Regions from separate parts of the Pan troglodytes genome. Here region 1 is linked to region 2. The links are chromatin contacts, called in public HiChIP or PLAC-seq maps. All regions are on one chromosome and are shown on one strand. The core of a region is the stretch at or near the end of the contact, and the rest is flanking DNA. Distances in the headings are between cores, read along the strand shown. Region 1 has its middle 9.8 kb from the start of ACCSL. Region 2 has its middle 7.3 kb from the start of MIR129-2.

The links. HiChIP or PLAC-seq counts read pairs in DNA pulled down with a chosen protein or histone mark.
Region 1: an H3K4me3 HiChIP or PLAC-seq map of stem cell-derived excitatory neurons shows a contact between it and region 2, with 5 times the contacts expected there. The contact joins two enhancer-like sites. A contact is called at or near these places in 1 of 7 Hi-C or Micro-C datasets (induced pluripotent stem cells) and 1 of 1 datasets of contacts at active chromatin or transcription factors (stem cell-derived excitatory neurons).

The regions. Positions count from the first base shown.
Region 1 is chr9:48,050,135-48,056,725 of NHGRI_mPanTro3-v2.0_pri, forward strand. No RefSeq gene overlaps it. Among named protein-coding and RNA genes, the nearest start is that of ACCSL, 9.8 kb to the right of the region's middle. Within about 2 kb of position 2,592, at least 12 of the 24 cell types and tissues checked have an H3K27ac peak or open chromatin away from gene starts, as enhancers often do. A contact at or near this core is called in stem cell-derived excitatory neurons, where this site is marked.
Region 2 is chr9:47,586,886-47,593,056 of NHGRI_mPanTro3-v2.0_pri, forward strand. No RefSeq gene overlaps it. Among named protein-coding and RNA genes, the nearest start is that of MIR129-2, 7.3 kb to the right of the region's middle. Within about 2 kb of position 4,631, at least 13 of the 24 cell types and tissues checked have an H3K27ac peak or open chromatin away from gene starts, as enhancers often do. A contact at or near this core is called in stem cell-derived excitatory neurons, where this site is marked.

The DNA of each region.
Region 1 (6,591 bases), core at 1,342-3,841, 460 kb after region 2:
CATGCTCATAGTAAAAGCTAAAGTGGCTATCCAGGTTTATGAAATCTTGCAGATCCATTCCTCAACTACAGCAAATACACTGTCTTATCCCAGGGCCTTTGCACTTGGCATTCCGTCTGCCTGGAACATTCTTCCTTCCCCCACAGATCCATGTATGTTCCTCCTTTGCTTCCTGTGGGTCTTTGCCCAACTATCCTACCTAAATAGCACCCCCTCTTGCTCTCAATATCCTACCCAACTTGAGTTTTCTTCACAGCACTTACCCAATTATATTATACTTATTTATATATGTTGCTCATTTTCTGTCACCTGCTTTAGGTAAATTGCAAGAGGGTTGTGTCTGTCTCGTTGCTGTCTCTCTTCCCAGCACCTAGAGCAGTGTCTAGCATGTCAGTTGCTCAATAAATACTTGTTGAGTGAATGAATAATGCTAATTCCTTCCTCTCTGTTGTCCAACAGGACACAGATGTCATTTTCAACTGTGGTTAAAAATTCCCTGGAAAGCAGAGAGCTGGTTTTTGGATCTGTTTTCCCATGTAAACAGTAAACAAGTAAACAAAAAGCAGCTACGTGGCATCTACTGTATGCTCAGCCACCATGGGCTCAAGGGAGAAAGAAGCAGAGTAAAGCATTAGTTCCTCTCTTCAAGATCTTCACAGTCTGTTTGGGTCTGAGTGCTAAGGCCAGAGAATACCTGGGAGGCATTAGAACCATAAAGAATAGCTGAAGGGGCAGGGCACGGTGGCTCAGGCCTATAATCTCAGCGCTTTGGGAGGGCGAGGCAGGCGGATCACTTGAGGCCAGGAGTTTGAGACTAGCCTGGCCAACATGGTGAAACCTTGTCTCTACTAAAAATACAAAAATTAGCCAGGCATGGTGTTGCATGCCTGTAGTCCCAGCTACTGAAGTGGCTGAGGCAGAAGAATTGCTTGAACCCGGAAAGTAGAGGTTGCAGTGAGCCGAGATCATGCCATTGCACTCCAGCCTGAGCCATAGAGTGAGACTCTGTGTAAAAAAAAAAAAAAAAAAAAAAAAAAAGAAAGAAAGAAAGAAAAGAAAAAAGAAAAGAATAGTTGAAGTTCCGAGGGGGCTGGAGCAGTCAGGGAACTTTTCTGGAGAAGGGGAGAACTTCAGTGCCCTTTGAAGAACAGTCCCTGCAATGTAAGTGGTTTGAGCCAGACTGTTCCCCAGAGGGCAACCAGGTAGCAGCCAACTGGGTAGCTGGCCTTCGGCCCCCGCTGGAGGAAAGTGGGCAAGAGCCATTAGGACCCTGACATGGTGACCTTCCTCCTCCCCAGGATCCCCATTCCAGGTCACCTCATACAACCTAGAGACCAGGCCAGACCTAAAGGAATTGTTAGGGTCCTGTCACTGTGGCCCAGGAATCCGTGAAGAGAATACTCTGGGCCTGGATTCAGACAGGTCTGCAGTCAGGCCCAAGCAAGTAGCATGAACTTGGACAAGATCGAGGAACCTCGCCGGGCCTCAGTTTTGTTACCTATAAAATGGGGCCAAGGACACGTTCCTCATTGAATTGTTGGGAGGCCCGTTATTTGGAGCCGAGGGCCCAGTATTACAGATTCCCAGGTTCTATGCCAGGTGCTGTGGTGCACACCTGCAATCCCAGCACTTTAGGAGGCCAAGGTAGGTGGATCACTTGAGGCCAGGAGTTTGAGACCAGCCTGGCCAACGTGGCAAAACCCTGTCTCTACAAAAAATACAAAAATTACCCATGTGTGGTGGTGCACACATGTAATCCCAGCTACTTGGGAGGCTGAGGCAGGAGAATCGCTTGAACCCTGGGGGCAAAGGATGCAGTGAGTCAAGATCGCCCCACTGCACTCCAGCCTGGGTGACAGAGCAAGACACCATCTCAAAAAAAAAAAAAAAAAAAAGATTCCCAGGTTCTGGCATGGACGGGCCAGGGTCTTGCCAGGTAGGTTCCTCTACCTCTCTCTGGACCACAGTTTCATTGATGGGTTGGAGACCTTTTGCAGTCTCTTCCCACTGGCTGCACCTCTGTGCCTTCCAGGCTGCTGTCTCCAAAGTGAGTTTGTATGAGGCCAGTGACCACTTAGAAGCCCAGGGAACTGAAGTCAAGGGAGAAAAGGTTATACAATCTGGAGGGATGGGGAGAGCTGAGGGCAGCTGGGTCAGTGTCCCTGGAAGAGGAATTCTCCTCCTTTCCCCATCTCCCACTGCCTACCTCCACCTTTCCCCAACCTTGGAACCTACAGGCCTTCTAAATTAGGCCATGCCAGATGTTGCACTTGGAATTTGTTTGCTTTTGGAGCAGAGATGCCAAAGGGGTGGTAGCAGGAACAGCCGTATTTGCCAATTCTGGATTCTAATCCTATCACTAGATTCTGGTTGTGACAGTGACCAAGGTACCCAACCTCTCTGAGCCCTGAGTCCTGTCTGTAAAACAGAAATACTAAGAGATCCCAAGAGCCACCAGTGGTTGCAGTGAGTCAGAAAAGAGATGCAATTGCCTGCTGCTAGCGGCAACTGCAGGCTGGAGCCCAGCAGTCTCTCTTGACTCCCAGCCTTTCTGAGGTCACGCATGCGCGGATGGCGCACTGGCCGCTCCTTGCCTGGCCTCTTCTATACTCCTCTCACCCGCTGCTTCTCTGAGTCTGCAGTGCTGGCTGGCCTGAGTTTTCTGCACTAGGCATGAAAATAAGGGTTTAGCGACCCCTCTTGGCAAATCCGTGTTACAGCTGCTGTAGTCAGGGTGCCGGCAGCAGAGAGGCTCCCAGGCATGTCAAGTTGTGGAAAAGCCAGGAGGCTGTGGAAGGTGAAGTTTTTCCACTGGGTAAATCTTCACTCTACTGTCAACATTCACAAGGTGCCTGCAACTGATTGATTTCTTCATTCTTGTCTTCGGTCATTGAAAGATTAGTTAGAAATGAATATTCAACAAACATTAACTAAAAACTCCCTGTGTGCCTTGGAACTATGGTAGAACGTGAATAGCGTACAGACCAGAAGGGGGCCCAGACCTTAGAAAATTGCATTATGGTATTCATCCATCCATCCATCCATCCATCCATCCATCCACCCATCCATCCATCCATCCATCCATCCACCCATCCATCCATCCACTTGGTCATTCATTTATTCATTCACAGACATTATTGAGCTCTTACATGGGCCAAGCACCCTTCTTTGCGTTTGAGAAATATCAGTAAACAAAGCAATTGAAGACCTCTGCCCTCATGGAGTTTACCTTCTAGAGAAGGGGATTGAAAATAAACGATGCATGTAATAAATGAGTACATTATATAGTATGCTTGAAGGGGAAAAGTGCTACAAAAATGAAAGGTGGGATGGAGGAGGGGGAACTGCAGTGTGGTGAGCATGAGGAGTGGGTTGTAGAATTAAATAGGTGGTCATAGCAGGACTCTGGGAGAAGGTGAGCTTTGAGCAAAGCCTTGAAGGAGATGAGGGAGTGAGCCAAGCAGGTATCTGAGGACAGAGTAGCTCAGACGCTGGATTCATGTTAGAGCCAAGACTCTAAAGCACTGCCTACCTGTTGTGTTTTATACAGAGGGCATGAACAAAGTATGTGGGAACATAGGCATGGGTCCCTTTATCTGCCTGAGGAGTTAGGGAGGAAGGCTCCTTGGAGGAGGTGTTAAAAGAGCTTAGACTTGAAGTATAAGCAGGAATGCGCAGAGTGGGCAAGCCTCTGACAGGGCTTTCCAGTGGAGAGGCAGCATGTGCAAAGGCCCAGAGGAACAAGAAATCCTGGTGTGCTGGGAGAGTTAAGGAGGCTCAACGATTTGGGTTGTTAGAGGGTAGAGTTAGAGGGTAGAGTGAGGGGGAGAGGAATGCAAAGGATGAGAGTAGGGAGCTAGATGTGACTGATTATTCCAAAGCTCTATTTGCCACACTGAAGAGCTTGCAAATGATGGCTACAGGGCTGAAATCAACGGGCAAAAAGACTTTGCTTGGCTGGCCTTACTTTTTAAAAAAGTTTGAATGTCTATTGGAGGAATAGGCAGGCTGCCATTAGCCTATGTCCTCCCCAACCTCTCCCTTTTCCTTAAGTCAGCATTGTACTTGTGTCGCCACTGTGTCCCTGAAGGTATTTGAATTTGCAGTCTCTGTAAGGTGAAGGGGAACTGTCGAAGGATCTTGAGCACAGGAAATAGGTGATCAGACTTTTCCATTGGAAAGTTTATTCTGGGGCGCCTTCAAGTCAGGGGATTTTTTTCTTCATTTTGATGCTCCCAGGGTCTAAGACAATACTTGGTATCTAATAGGTGCCCGGTGGATTGTTTTTAGTTTTGTTTTTAATGAATGGGGAATGAATAAACAAATGACAGAGGAGATGGGCTCCCAGTGCAGGACAGGATGGGGGATATGTGAGGTCCTGCCCTCTGGGGTAAGGTGCCTGCCCACAGCTAATGCTTCCTTTAGGTGTGGAATCTACTATGGCACTGTCTTTCCAAGAGTCTTCCAGAATCACCTGTCATGCTTGTTTTAAAAAGCAGATTCCTACCACTCAGCCATAAAAAAGGAATGAATTAATGGCAATCACAGCAACCTGAATGGGATTGGAGACTGTTATTCTAAGTGAAGTAACTCAGGAATGGAAAACCAAACATTGTATGTTCTCACTAATAAGTGGGAGCTAAGCTATGAGGATGCAAAAGCATAAAAATGACACAATTGATTTTGTGGACTCAGGGGGAAAGGATGGGAAGGGGGTGAGAGATAAAAGACTATAAATTGAGTTCAGTGTATACTGCTTGGGTGATGGGTGCACCAAAGTCTCACAAATCATAATTAAAGAAATTACTCATGTAACCAAACACAGCCTGTTTCCCAAAAACCTATGGAAATAAAAAATAAATAAAATGCAGATTCCTGGGTTCAGTTATACACCTACTGAATTGGAATCCTACTGATGTGGAGCCCAGGCATCTGTATGTTAAACAAGCTCTCATTAAAGTTTGCAAAGAGGCACAAGGCAGAGTATTCTGGGGCTACAGGCTGCCTTGGCCTTGCTTCTGTGTAGACCCCTAGAGAAAGCAGCACAGCAGCTAGCTGCCCAGGGCAAGCCTGGCAAGCCCACAGCACATAGTCATGGGCGGTTCCACCTGCCCTATCACTTTAGCATATCTGCTCCCGTCTAGTCCTCATACCACCCTCGGGGAGGTAGGTTTCATTACTCCCATCTTTAACAAGGAGAAACTGAAAACCAGAAAGGCTAGATGGGTTTGCCAAGGCCACACAGGCAGGGGGGCCTGGGCAGATTGGGATCCAGCCCTCCTGGGTCTCCTTCCTGATCTTTCTTGCCAAGTTGTCTTTTCTGCCCTGGGTTAACCCACTTCAGCTTGTTCTCAAATCATGACCTCCTCAGATATGGGGAAAAGTCAGTAGCTCATTTGTGTTTTAATTGGGAGTCCCTTGCTCTAGTAGTTCTCACTAGTTGGTAAGTATTAGAATCACCTGGTGGTCTTGATAAAGTACGTAGGCCCAGGCCTAGCCTACTTCATAAGAGCCTGGTCCTGTAGCGCTTGATTAGTTCTCCAGGTGATGCCAATACCCTCCAAAGTTTGAGAACCATGGCTTCAATCAGTGGTTCTCCCTGGGTGGGCGTTGCAAAGCCTTTTCTCTGTAATGGGGCAAAGAAAGCCCACTTAAGGTAATAGGGAATTCCTGGGGAAGATCACCCTGGATGGGAAAAGGTGGATCTTATTATTACCTCTAAAGTCACCTTGTGCCTACAAGCAGAACATGCAGGCCACAGTGGTAAACACATTCAGTGAGGAGGGCGGCAGAGCAGGTCCCTGAGTGCTGACAGTCAAGGATGGTTTGCTCAGTCAGGTTCTAGGCCAGAGAAAAGAAGAGTGAAAACAGATACAGAGGTAAGTGCTGGTGGCAGGGTAGTGTGAGCTGTGAGATGTAGAGTGAGAGAGGTACTTTGGACTAGGTGATGCCTAGGGCTCCTGGGCCTCCAGTGAGGTATGGACTTAGGTGGCTCATGGATCCCCAAAAGTGAATGCCAAGCTTTGAGAGTATGTGCACCCTTCCAGGGAGAGGCCTTAAGGAGGAATGTTTATAAGGGCAATGGGGCCTGAGGTTCACCAACTTGGGTTTGAAGCTCCCCTTTCCACGTCCTACTTGTGCCATCTTGTGTGATTCATTGAGCCTCTGTTTTCTCATCTGTAAAGTGAGTCTAATGATGGTACCCTCCTAATAGGACTGTTTTGAGAATTAAATAACGTAAAATACATAAGGAACCTAGACCAGAGCCTGACTTGAGGCAGTGCTTGAATAATGTTTTAGCTGTCTTTGGTAATATTGTGGTTCAGAGAATTCTATGTCCCCCATGAATAGTTTACATCATTCATAATCATTCAGGTCATATCTGGGGACCTTGCTAAATTCAATGGACTGTAATGAATTATGTCCTTAACCGTGTCATCTGAAAGTTGAGGATAATTCTTACCTCACAGCAGTTGTTAGGGTTAAGTGAAAATGAAACAACTTGAATGGGTCAGCTAGGTAGTCATTAGGCTCACTTTTTAGCTAAGTGACCAGCCTTTTCTTCCAGATTACTAATTTTCTTTTTAGCTA
Region 2 (6,171 bases), core at 3,381-5,880:
CCAGCCTATACTTATTAGACTAGGAATTAAAGAAATACAATCCCCATTCTTTACTCTTGGCCTACCAGATATAGTGATCCAAGCTTAGTAGATCAGCAGCTAATTGCAAGGCTGCTTTAATAGTGAATGAATAAAAAGTTCTGCTAATTCAGACCTACCCAACACCCATGAATTTGTGATTGAGCTATCTCTCTGCCTGCTGAATTCAGGTAGATAAACAACTGTCCTTCAACCACAAGGTTAAGGCTAAACTTATGCAGGTATCTCTAAACATGCTGCAGATTGTTCTTTTCTCTCTGTGGCCACGCTTTCCAACCTGACACCTTTCTGTTTAGCCTCTGCTAAGCTCAAGTGTGCTGGAATCCTGATCCCTGCCCCAGCCTCAGCCCCCTATCATGTGCTTGCTTTAGCTCCCCTGTCTTTGCTGAGATCCTCACCGTGAAACCAACTCTAGATATTCCTGAGTGACTCTCTAGGTTCTCATTCTCCCCAATGTGCCTTTTATCAGCAAGGCATGGGAAAACCTATCATCTGGTTCTCCAAGGTGTCCAGCAGTTAGAATGGCTGAGAGGAGGGCATTTGAGTTTGCCCATTGATAATGGGGTTGTGTGAAAAGCAGATATTGTCTCAACTGTTCTGAAGTTGAACAATGTTACTTTCAGGTGAATAGACTGTTGAGACTATTTTGAGTTGTTGATGGCAACCAAAAAAAAAAGGGGGGAAGGGGTGGAATTACAGTCACTTTCCTCCAGCATCCAGTGGTCCTTAAAACTTTCACCCTCAAATCTCCAAATATGCTGGCTTCTAAGAAGTGCTTTCCAAGACCGAATATACCTCTTGATCAGGGTAAGTGATGAAAATGTGTATTTAACAAGGGGAGGGGATCTTTAAATAGCCTGAATTATGCATGCTGTGGCCTATCTACCCCCACCGTGCTAATGGCTCAGCCTATAAAGTTTTCAGAATCAGAAAAATAATCAGAGATGCTAGTTTCTGAAGGAGCGACGGAGGACTAGGATGACTAGCTAACTCAAGGTGCATGTAGACTTTCTGCTCTTCTTACTTTAGGACAGCTTTCTTGGAAGACTGGACCAGGGAGTTCCTAATTCTTCCCTAGCACCATCTCAGGGGCATCCTCGGTGTGAGTGGAAGCATGCTTGGATGCAGCAGCCTGAATGAATGTCAGGTTCACTGCATCTCCACCACAAACTGGTTGGTTTCAGGCAAATCCCTTGAGTTTTGGATGAGGCTAAACCAGCTAGGGCTTTCCTTGAAATAGGATGGAGGGGTCTCTTCTCACAGGCAGAGAGCCTTATTCAGGGGGCATCTATTGGCTAACAGGCTTCTTAGGAGGAATAGATCAGTCTCGTTATTCAGAAAATGTCTGAGAAAGTCCCAGACACCTCCAACTCCACATGTTGGGGGATAGACCTGGAATATTAAAGATCAGAGGTTGGAATCGAGGCAACACGATGGAGTGATGTGGCATGAGTATTGGAGCCATACAGATATGAATTTGATCTGATCCTTAGTTTTGTAACTTCACGTTCTAAGACTTTTAGACAAGCTGTTTAAACGTTATGGTCTCCATTTCCCTAGCTTTCAAATGGGAAAAATAATAACTATTTTGGGAGTGATTTCTATGCTCAACAAGCCTAAGGGGTAGGCATTATCATAATGACACCTGGAGAATTGCCTTAAGGATTAAATAAAGCTTCTTATGTAAAAGTGTCCGGCACAGTGTCTGGCATATAGTTGAAGCTGAAACACTATTGGTTTCTGCTCTCTCCCTCTTTTCCTTAGGCCAAAATAGTTCTGCTCCCTGATGAAGACACCTTTAGGAAAAGAGGAATCCTTTTCCTAGACTTCCTCCCTGAGGGACTTCCCTTGGTTGATATCATGGGAGCTGGACTGTTTTTCCTTCTCCAAATCCAGTACGTTACCTACTGGCATTTTTCGTGGTGCTTGGGGAGGAGACAGTCGACGCAGGCAGGAGTTTCTGGGCTTTGCTCACCCTGAAAGAGAGGAGACTCAGTTCTTTTCAAGGGCTTCGTGATAAGCAGCCTACTCCCACAAGCCCTCTGGGGGAGCATTGGGGGAACGAGTCCTCTTCATGCTTGGGATGCTCTGGAATGAGCTGGCAATGCAGAAGGCGGTTTTCACCTTGGACAGGTTCCACATCAGTCTATTCATTTGCATGCAGGGTCTTTAGCTTGACTGCTCAGACAGGAATTGGGCACCACAGCCCTTAGTACAGGATGATGAGACAGCTCGGGAAGCCAAGGTCACCAGCTCCAGCCCAGACATCCTCCAAAGGACCTGACTGAGGAGTAGGGGAAATGGAGATGCTAGCTATGGAGGTCTAACTTTCTGCAGATGTTTCTGCGGAGCTTCCAAGCCCCTCTCTGTCTTGATTGCTGGAGCGAGACAGAAACAAGGCAGAGAGGCGCCCTCTTCTGGGAGGGAGGAGCAAAGACATTGAATCCACCAGGAAGCCGGCGTTACACCAGCATAATTTTGGCTGCTGCCCTTAAAGTTCTGATGTGCATTTCTTCCATTTCCAACGCTACCTTATTTGTTAGGACTAGATTCTGGGTTTGCTTAAAAGTTGTTAGTGATTTTAAATGAATCTGTCTTGATCTCAACATCAGACACAATAACACTCAGCCACTATATACAGCATAGAAAGCAGTTACATTCTAAAGTGCCCCGCTCTGTATAGTTTCAATAGTCCAAACAGAAACCATGTGGCTGCTGTGAATGTGCCCACACACATGAATTTATGCTTACACATACCTAATCTCATATCTAAAAACATACCTACTCTGTGCCTTTAAAAACATGTTTAGCCTGACATTTTCATTAATCCAAGGAGAATTTATTGAAACACTGCCGGCGTCTCCTGTCCATCTGGCCACATTTGATGACCCCATGTGATAAGTCATCTTCAGTGCAAGAACCAGGGCCGCCTCCCTCTCATTGATATTTCTCCTGACTGCACACCTCCCAACTGCAGCAACATGCTCACATGCATGCATGCATGCAATCGTGAGCTAAAAATAAACAGCTGCTGATGGGCTGCCAGAGGGTGTCCTCCATACACAGCAGACGTCCTCTGTCTCCCTTTAGTAGGCACAGCTAAAGCCACAGACAGGAATTGAGGGTACTGGATGGGCTAAGCTTAACCCCAAATCTCTCAGGCAAGTTACAAAGAGTAGGAGATCCTGAAAAGGGAGATGACACAGCTGAGGCCCATGATCATTCTCTCCCAGGCCTTGTGCCCCAAATCCAAGTGATAACCTCTGGAAAAGTGTTTACTGGCATCAAAGGAAACCATTGCAGGGAAGGTCGATAATTAGGGTTAAGAAAGAAGATCAGCCATTCCTCCAGTCATGATTGTAAATAGCTCTCTGCTTTCTGGTTTTCCCCCTCTCAGGGCAGAAGTTATCCAAGTGGATCTAGGATATGTGTGCATTTAAGGAGGGTGATTTGTGTGCATGTGGTTTTGTTCAGATTTTCCAATCTGCAAGAATTCTCCCCACCTCCATCACTCATCAATCAAGAAACCCTTTGTCATGCTGAGGTGTGGCATTTCTTCTGCTGAAAACCTCAGATTCAGACACACCCCACACACCCTGAGACACACACATCCACACACACATGCACACCCTTCCTCACCCTTACGAAGCAAGCTCCATTCAGATTGGTTTAAAAATAGCACTAATCCATTGAGCTCATTTTTCAGGGACATTATTTTAAGCAGAAAAAAGATATCCTGGTCTTTGAGAGGGAGAAAGGGTAAACGTCACCTCGCCTTAAAAAGTCCTGATAATGTCGCTGGAGACTAAGCATTTGCAGTCTTTGTTGAATTTTCTCCTCCTCCTACCATTCAACAAAAGTTATTTATTCCAGAATACCCTGCCATCTGGGTATTTATAGAGGTGAGTTTCCTCTTCGGGTGGAGAGCAGAGGGGAAAGCCGCAGTAGCAAGCCGGACACTCCCCTCTGGGCGCTCCCCACCGCCAGAACTGACGCCTTCGAGGGCGGTGGATTTGTGAATCAGCTCCCCCTTCCCCCACACAGGGGAGCCCCTAAATGGCTGCTGGCCATTTGCAAAGGGTTGTGTGCATGTGTGTATTTAATTGCAGGCTTATTTGTTTCTGCTCTGGGAGTCTGTCCGTCTCTCTGTAACTCGGATCATTGCTCTCTGGGAAGCTGTATAACTGGCTGATTCCGTGGGAGACCAGGCAGGATGCGTGGGCGCAGGAAACAGAAGAGGGAAAAGGAGGGAGAAAAAGAGAGCAGGAGGGAGAGAGCGGGAGCCTTAGAATCTGTTATTTGCGTCACTCGAGGAGCCGGGGCTATCTGCCCGACAAACACACAGAATTAATCCGAGTTACAGCCATAGCTGTCTATGCTACAGTGACCAGATGAGAAAGGGCGGGGAAAGGACGCGCGCCGGAGCGTGTGCACGGCCGAGTTTGCATTGGGCGTCTTGGGAGAGTTTGGGGAGGGGGCTGTCCTGCTGGGCACGCCCCTCGGGGCCCCGCTCGCCCGGTGCAGACTAGGCTGCAGCCTGCTCTGCAGCTGCCCAGCCCAAGCCTGGGGTGGCGCCCGCCTCGGCCGCCTCGCCTGCTCAGTGGCTGCGTGGAACACAAAGCGCTGTCTCCGAGCAGAAGCGTCTTCTCAGCTGAACCAGACCCACCAAAGAGGAGAATCTGCACGTGACGTCAGTAGCTGATGACTGACGCAGGCTGGCAAAGGAGACTCAAGGCGGCTGCTCCGCGCTGCCTTCATGAGTCTATTTTCTCCAGCCCCCTCGTAGTGAATTACTAGAACGCAAAACACACACACAGACACACATATGCAGCTTTCAAAATATACATTTCCAAAGGCGGTGTGTTGCAAACACAACGCGATTTTGCAGAGCGTGGGTGGGAAACGTGGGAAGGGTATGGATGATTTTTTTTTTCCTCATCTGGGAATCTCCATCGTGGATAGCAATCGCTTCTAGAGCTCTCCTGGGAAGCTCCTCTGGGGAAGGGGCTATGCCCCCCCACCTCCTACTTTCCTCAGCATGTAGGGAATCTGATCAATGGAGACATGCAGCTCTAAGAATACAACCACTCCAACGCCTTCTGCTCGGGGAGACTGCGAGGAGCTTGCAACAGGCAGAGACAGATGGGAGTTAACGGGAGGGAGGGAGAATATAAGAAATATTTGGGTATTTTTCTGATTTGAAAAACATTTTCTGCAGTTATGCAAGTGAGTCTGGTGGTGCAGGAAAAAAAAGTGAGGAGGGGGCGTTTAATGCACATTTAATGTTTTGGAAGTAAGGTTCCAGCGAAATGCCTTTGTGTGTGGAGGTTTTTTCAGTACTTGCTAAAAATAGCACCAGGGTTTGATCGTGTTCCAGAAATAAACCGAGGGCTGTACTGGGATAAAAAGCCAGCGCGGGTGGAAGAAAACCTGGACATCACCGCATTCCTCCCCCCACAACTATGTCTGGAAATTAATTGTTGGATTTTTCCTCTCCTCTCTCCTCTTTCCATCCACTTTCTCTTTCCTCCCCCTATGTTTCTCTTTCTCTCTCTTAAGGAGTTCCCGTTTGGGTAAGTAATATTATGTCATGTGCATGCCGCAGACTGTGAGTATGAGCTGACGCTTACTTTGTGCATGCTCCGGGGTTCTTTTTTGGCTGCCTTTTTTGCCCCTTCTAAAGAGGATAGTGGGACTGACTAGGGGGTAAGGGGTGTAGCTGTGTGCGTGTGTATGTGTATAATGAATTTGGGGCTGCATGCAAAGAAACCGAGAGAGGGAATTCTTGCAGAGCCGGGAATCACCCTGACGAATCTCTGAATCAATAGCTGCTGCAACTCTCTCTCGCGTTATGGGTCGGCGCTGTTGAGCTCGGTTTTCTCATGGCCCCCTCCCCTCCCCATTTTCTGTCTTAAAGGACGCCCAGACACGATTTAATGGGCCATATCTCTGAGAGATTAATGGAGACTGTGCAATATAGATCAAAATTGCATGGATGGGGTTGGGTAAAGAGAGGGAAAAATCTCTACTCCTTTGACAAACCTCCCTTTTGGCTCCGGTCCGGGAACTAAGGACCGCGACCCTGGTTCGGGCTGGCCCAAGACTCGGTTGCTGTCCACGGAAGATAGGTGC